2 separate regions of the Mus musculus genome follow, and region 2 is linked to region 1. The links are chromatin contacts, called in public HiChIP or PLAC-seq maps. All regions are on one chromosome and are shown on one strand. The core of a region is the stretch at or near the end of the contact, and the rest is flanking DNA. Distances in the headings are between cores, read along the strand shown. Region 1 holds the start of Gnb1l (guanine nucleotide binding protein (G protein), beta polypeptide 1-like). Region 2 overlaps Gnb1l (guanine nucleotide binding protein (G protein), beta polypeptide 1-like).

Region 1 (3,294 bases), core at 472-2,971:
GAGCACACCAAAACACCCCTGCACACACAGCACCAGGCACACCTGGCAGACAGAGGCATTACAAAACTGTCTTGCTTATCTGTCTCCTCCTGCTCCCAGCATTTCCAGAGAGACCACCTGCAGGCAAAGCTACCCAATCCTGAGCACCTGTCCCTCGTCTTCATCCCAGTCAATAGCCAAGCACCCTCACCTCCACAAGTGAAATTCTGATTCCACTTGGAGGCCTCCTCCTGTGACCTCCAGCACACAGGCTGAGCCTGGAAAGTGCCTTCTGTGGTTGGATCTATCTGTATTCCAAGCTATGGTCACCAGAGGCCAGGCAAGGAAGGAGGACAAGGAACCCACCTGGACTCTCACACTCTGCTCCAATCTCTCTAGGGAGGGAAGCCCACCACTTGGAGAGCTCCTCTCAACTCTCTTCATCCCTATACACCTAGCCCAATTCTCCGCAACTCTCTCCTAGGAGCACCAAGTTCTGCACATGCCTTCACACCTGGCTTTCCATGTGTTTACCCCAAATCCAGAGTCAGTTTCTCCAAAAAGGCATAGCAAGGTTCATCTTTCACCAGCACCTCCCAACTGGCTTGTAACACTCAGCTGTCAGCACCCCCAGTACCTACTTCTACCACCCAAGCATTTCAGAACATCTCTGGTAGACCCTTGACTCACACCTGAAAGCCCAGCCCTTGACCTGGGATTCCCACCATAATTATCAGCCAGACCCAGTCTCTCAGTGAGTAATTCCCACAAGCCAGGCCCCACTCCCCAAAGTTAGGCTGCCCACAAACACCATGTTGCATGCCCAGAGCCCATGTGCCACCAAGACCTCTTGCCCCAACTTCGAACCTTAGATTTTATCTGCCTACCTGAGTGCCCCTGACAACCTAGGAAAAGAGCCCCTACCCCTGCGCGAGCAGTCAACTTCTGCTGCTTCCTTACTGAGATAGTCACTAGCTTTTTGAGCTTCATGATCATCCATCCCATGCTGAGGTCTCATGCCCTCAGCATGCCTGTCTGTTGAATTCTCTCGCTTCTCTCCGCCTTCCCTGCCTGGCACTAGGTAATTTCGTTCCTTTTCCCGGGCTGGACAACAATCTAGAAGAAGACGCAGGGCCGCGGCGCACGGTACTCTTCCTCCGAAGTTCTCTGCTCCCGAGACCCAGGAGACCCGGGAACAGAACATGCCCAAAGCCACCATGTGAGTGGAGGACAGACTACCTGCACCGCCCGCCCGCCAGAAACGCCATGCAGGACATTCAGCTCTTAAGCTCCGGGACAACTAAGTCCACCTACCTAGGACTGCGCCAGGAGGGGCCGCCAGGATCAGAGGCTCCGCTGGAGAACACCAGGCAGAGGGGCTTCTTCCGAGGGCAGGATCCCACCGCCACCTGCAAAGGGAAGAGCGAGATCAGGTGAGCGGGGACGGGACTCTTCAAGACAGGGCCCCTACGCCGGCTCCCCACCTCACGCCTCCACACAGACCCCGCCGCGAAGATCCGAGCCTAACGCAACCGGACCCGAGGGTCTTGCTGCCACCTCGTCGGCCACGCCCCCTCGGCGTGCGCGGCCACCCCCGACGTACCGGCTCTGGCGCTCCGCACGCCCCAAGTTAGCCTTCCCGCGGGGCTGCGCGCGCACGTTCGGCCCACCGCGCCTGCGCCGTAAACAGCGAGGCCTCCATCTCGCAGAGGGTCACACCGCGCCAGCGCGCCAGCGCGGAGGCTGATGGGAGCGCGCGCACCGTACTAAGTGGAGAGGCCCGGTGCGCAGGTGCTGGGTGGTCCTGGGTCCCACTGGAGCAGGCAGGGGGCGGTTCTCATGCGTTGTGAGTCCTGGAGGACTACCCAGAGCCGGCTTGGGTCTAAAGGCTAAGGGCGTCATCAGGCCTCCGGTACTGAGTGGCTGCTGAGCCTTCGGGCCTGGGGAGTATTTCTCTCTGAGTGGCAAGTGTCTGTCTTTTTGTGTGTGTTTTGTCCCTCCTCTTCAATGCCTAGCAGCTACAGGCAAGCAAGCTAGCGCGCTACGCAGCACTGTCACTTTAGAGAGGCCAGGAAATGAGCCTGTGTGCCCCTCACATGCATATGCATGGCTTGTCCCTGTAGCTCCTCTGTGTTCTTGTAGTGTCATCCATCCCACAACCAGGACATGTGTTTAGATGGGTCTTGGACCACGAACAGAAGGCTTTGCTGCATCCCATCTGAAAGCAAGCACACACATGACACACCACCTCCCTGTTTTCCCTGCTCTGATGACTCCTTTCATGAAAGATCTCTGAAATGTTATCTGCATTTACACCCAAACGCACTGGCTTTGATCCTTGAAAGGGGAATCAAAGATCACATTGTACCTTCCAAGGGTCTGTGGGCCTTTCAGTAGCTCGGGCCAAAAGCAATAAAAGTGGCACCCAGCCAGGAAACACCTCCTTGAAGTGTGAATGAAACTTAGCTTTTTTTTTTTTTTTTTCAGTTGTATCTTTTCTAATTGACCTGATAATTTAAACTTCCTCCCTTAAGGGAAGGGTTGTTTCTGTGAATTCCAATCACCCTCAGGCCCAAGCAGCTTTAGCCAGTTAATAGTGAACAGCAGGCTTGTGCAAAAGACTACCCAACTGTCGGCCTTTTTCCAAACTGCCTTTTGGGGGTTTTCTTGTTTTTTTTTTTTTTTTTTGGTTTTTCGAGACAGGGTTTCTCTGTGTAGCCTTGGTTGTCCTGGAACTCACTTTTTAGACCAGGCTGCCCTCGAACTCAGAAATCCACCTGCCTCTGCCTCCCAAATGCTGGGATTAAAGGTGTGCGCCACGCCCGGCCACCTTTTGGGTTTTATTTTAGGGCATCACCTCAAATGTCCACGACAAAAGTTAACATAGTAACCATTGTAAAGCATACAGTTCAGTAGTAATATTAATAAATGTATTCTCGAGGCTGTGCAACTATTGCCACCATATCCAAAACTATTTCATCACACTAGAAACTATCCATTAAGCACTGACTCCTCGTCTCCAAACCCTGAGCTCCCACCATTTGCAGTCTGAATTTGACTGTGTACCCCATGTAATTGGTGCTCATGAAATGTCCATTTGTGAATGTATTTAATTTCATATATTTTCAGGGTTCATCCATGCTGTAGTATGTACCTGAATTGCCTTCTTTTTAAGTGCTGACTGAGAGACTGGAGAGAAGGCACTGACGGCTCCTGCGTAGAACCTCAGTCTGTTTGCCAGCACCTACACTGTGGCTCACAAATATCCATAACTCCACTTCCAATGTATGATTTTTTTCTAGTTTCCGGTCACTA
Region 2 (3,190 bases), core at 611-3,110, 57 kb before region 1:
ACACACACACACACACACACACACATACACACACGAACACACATATACAAATAAAAGAAAACCTATGTCAGTCAGAGAGAGGCAATAAACACATATGTCAAAAGCTAGCATGCACTCACAATCCAGTTCTTCCCCAACAGATGCGGAAGAAATGTCAACCAATAAGAACCTGTCACTGCGCAATGGGAAACAGCTTCCCTGCCCAGTTCTATCCAAGGTGACCTGCTTACATATGACAGGTCTGGGTCACAATCAGTGCCACCAGCAGCTCAGTCCTCCAGCTTAATTGCTGCTCTGCCCTCCCCTGCCCTTCCAGCTGCTTCTCCAGTGCTTGGCTCCAATTCATGGACCTGCTGCCACTGTGTTGACTGGCCCTGACCTCTGACCCTCTGCTTGTCTCTTGTGGCCAGGCTACCTGTGTGTCCTGGATATTGTGTCCACCTTCGATGCTCACACCTAGCAGAGCCCCAGTTCTAATGTTAAATGCTTCCCCCATGTGCAGGCACAAGCATCAGAAGGGCTGTAGAGTGCAGCTATGGATGAGCTCGGGCAGTCTCTGGTCCCTGACATGTACCCTCCAACACCCCTCTTACATGGTCTGTCCTCACTGGGCTCCACCCACAGGCTGCACTCAAAGCCTGCTCCGGGGCAGGATGTGGGGCAGATGCTGTGGCGTGGTGCACCTGAGCACATATGTGGGGCCCACCCATGCCTGCAGACAGGACCAGTTGCTCCTCCCAAGACTGGAGTGCTATGGTCCTGCAGAACTGGAGGTGGGGGTGGGGTGAGAACCTGTGCAGCAGACTGGATTGACACTGTTTTATCCTTGTCTCCCTGGGGATGTTGGCTTGGCTGAGGTAGAAAGGGGACTGTTGGGCACAGAGAGTCTCCACTGGAACCCACTCAGAGCCTTGTCTCAGGGACACTTCCTTGCTATCTCCTTGTCCCAGGAACTTATCAACACTGTCAATTCCCAGAGAAAGAGAGTGGCTTTTAACCCTGTACCTGGCTACTAAGCACACCTTGTGCTGGCGAGGTCCACCAGAGCCCTGACTGATCCTCAGAGGCAGAGGTGTGCAGGGATGAGGGCAGCTCTCACATTCACTTCCCCCACCTCCCTACTGGTTCACCATGTGAGAGGGCCAATCTGCCAACTCTGACCAACCATGGCCCTCTGGGATAGGAGTGAGTTCATGTCCAGCACACCTGGAAACAGGTCATGGCATCGAGGTAGAGACGGCCTGGCTGGAGGACTGGGTATTGAGGGAGGTGAGAGACTGCAAGCCTGCTAGGAACTTAAACTGGACAAAGACCAGCGCCCACCCGGGGGCTGTGCTCCTGAGTGTGAGAAAGTGCAGGGACATGGAGGAATGGGCAGGCCCTGTGCCCCTATATCCCTCACACGAATACAAGCATGCAGCATGCTCACAACCCTGCTGCAAACCCTATGTCTGCTTCAGTATGCACAGGCAGTCTTGCTGCACATCAAGATGACTCTGGGGTTTCTTCTGCTGAGCAAACTGGGCTGCTCTGGCCCAGGGTTCACTGGAGTGGGGGAGCCTTGTTATTACTCAGAGACCTAAAATACTATTGGCTGTAAATCAGTCCCTGCTTCAAGGCTACGGGCCCTACTCCATGTGGAGGCAGGAGCAGGGCCTGGGCACCACCTGTACCTGACAATGCCCGCCCGAGGCTCAAACTTGGTGGCTAGCAGCAGTCACCTCAGGGAGGCAGGCTCGAGGTTCCCCAGGCACTTTCCGGTAGGTTGTCTCCCTGACTGAGCTCTGGCCTGGGCTCGGGACCCTCCAGAAGGATCTCTGGCCACCAGTGGCTCTCACAACTCATGACCTCAGGTGGCAGGAATGCTCGGCGCGGCGCCATCTGGTTCTGATTACCCATGCTAGGCTGCGGGCGCCTCAGCCAGGGATCTGCGTCCCAAGTGGCTGGAGATTGATTTGGGCTCCTCGGAGGCTTTAGCAGGAGGATGTGAGGAAGGCACATCTGCACCAAAGTGGGGCTTGGGCCAAGGCAGGCAGGCGGCCATGGTGCCGTGCCATGGCACCAGTGAGGATGCTGTGGACTGAAGGCCACCTCGATGGCCCTCAGGTGTTAAGAATTACCTCAAAGAGCTTGCTTTGCAGGTTACCAGAGGCTTCCTTCTCAGAGACCTGGGCTGTACAGAACCAGGATCCCTGGGCCTCTAGGGCCAACACTGGCCCTGACTCTGGGCGAAATAGGACCCAGCCTTCACCAAACCCGGAGTCATTCTCACCCTCCCAGGCAGGAAGGCAAGCTCAGCAGGGGGCTGGGGCTCCCCACCTCCTTTGATGTGTACAGGCCCTGCCCACCTTACCCCAACTACTTCCAGGCTGCAGTTCCTAGTTCCCCTTCTGCTTTAACTTTTCAAATCATTAGTAGAGTAAAAGTTCATCTCTGGACTAGAACATGCCCATAAATTAAGTCTTAAGTTCCAGCAGCTGTTTCCCAAACATGTTGGGAGATTCCAACTATCTGGGCTGGAAGGGCTGCCTCCTGGGTGCAGCCCCAGGGCCCTGAGTAGGAGCTGCATAGCTCTGCCTTCCAGCTGATGAGAGTCAAGCCACTAAGGAGATGGACGCTGGACCCACGGGGACACTGCTGCTCTCTTCCAGGCTTCAGAGGCAGCGAGTGAAGGGGAGCCCCAAGCTTACCTGTTGGGCTCAGCACCTGTGAGGTGGGGCTCAGGACACACAGACCCGGTGGCTGAGTACTGTGCTTCTCCACATGCTCACATGGTTCTGAGGGTTAGGGACTTCTCTGAAGGTTGGAGGCCCCTCCCTTCACAGCAAGGAACCTGTGGGTCTCTCAGACCCTGAGAGAAGGATGGATGGACTGACATATAGAGCAGTCTTATTCTGAATTCATTATGTGTCCAGCACAACTGGACCCCCAGGAATGGTCTTAGCTTAGAGCTGGGGATCAGAGGAGCCTGCCTTACCAGTGGGCCTACCTCCTTTTCCTACTAGGCACTGCTGGTGGGGAGGCCAGGTTATCTATGCTGTCTCTGCTCCCCAGTGAGGGCACTCCTGGATCTGTCCCTACTTAGTCACTTCATTGTTCCCAGGCCCCCAAGCTATGGTATGTCATCTCTTTTGGGCCTCTCTTATAGTTCTACTCCACATCAGTCTCTTTCTGCTCTAGGACTTCCACT

The links. HiChIP or PLAC-seq counts read pairs in DNA pulled down with a chosen protein or histone mark.
Region 2: a contact with region 1 is called in a CTCF HiChIP or PLAC-seq map of the NIH/3T3 cell line, with 21 read pairs. The contact joins the enhancer-like site here to the promoter of Gnb1l in region 1. A contact is called at or near these places in 10 of 39 promoter capture datasets (the 3T3-L1 cell line, the C10 cell line, HPC-7-derived erythroid cells and 6 more), 1 of 15 datasets of contacts at CTCF or cohesin (the NIH/3T3 cell line), 4 of 484 Hi-C or Micro-C datasets (brown adipocytes, embryonic fibroblasts, embryonic stem cells and 1 more), 8 of 115 datasets of contacts at active chromatin or transcription factors (the SCID.adh cell line, embryonic fibroblasts, embryonic limb bud and 3 more) and 2 of 9 other capture datasets (adipose tissue and pancreatic islet).

The regions. Positions count from the first base shown.
Region 1 is chr16:18,497,140-18,500,433 of GRCm38.p6, reverse strand. Gnb1l (guanine nucleotide binding protein (G protein), beta polypeptide 1-like) reads right to left here and starts at 1,721. Exons shown (of 8, transcript NM_001081682.2): 1 at 1,583-1,721; 2 at 1,294-1,388.
Region 2 is chr16:18,554,116-18,557,305 of GRCm38.p6, reverse strand. The region is part of intron 7 of Gnb1l (guanine nucleotide binding protein (G protein), beta polypeptide 1-like); the gene reads right to left. Among named protein-coding and RNA genes, the nearest start is that of Tbx1, 31 kb to the left of the region's middle. RefSeq lists an enhancer at 1-3,138. Within about 2 kb of position 1,860, at least 42 of the 459 cell types and tissues checked have an H3K27ac peak or open chromatin away from gene starts, as enhancers often do. A contact at or near this core is called in the NIH/3T3 cell line and embryonic fibroblasts, where this site is marked.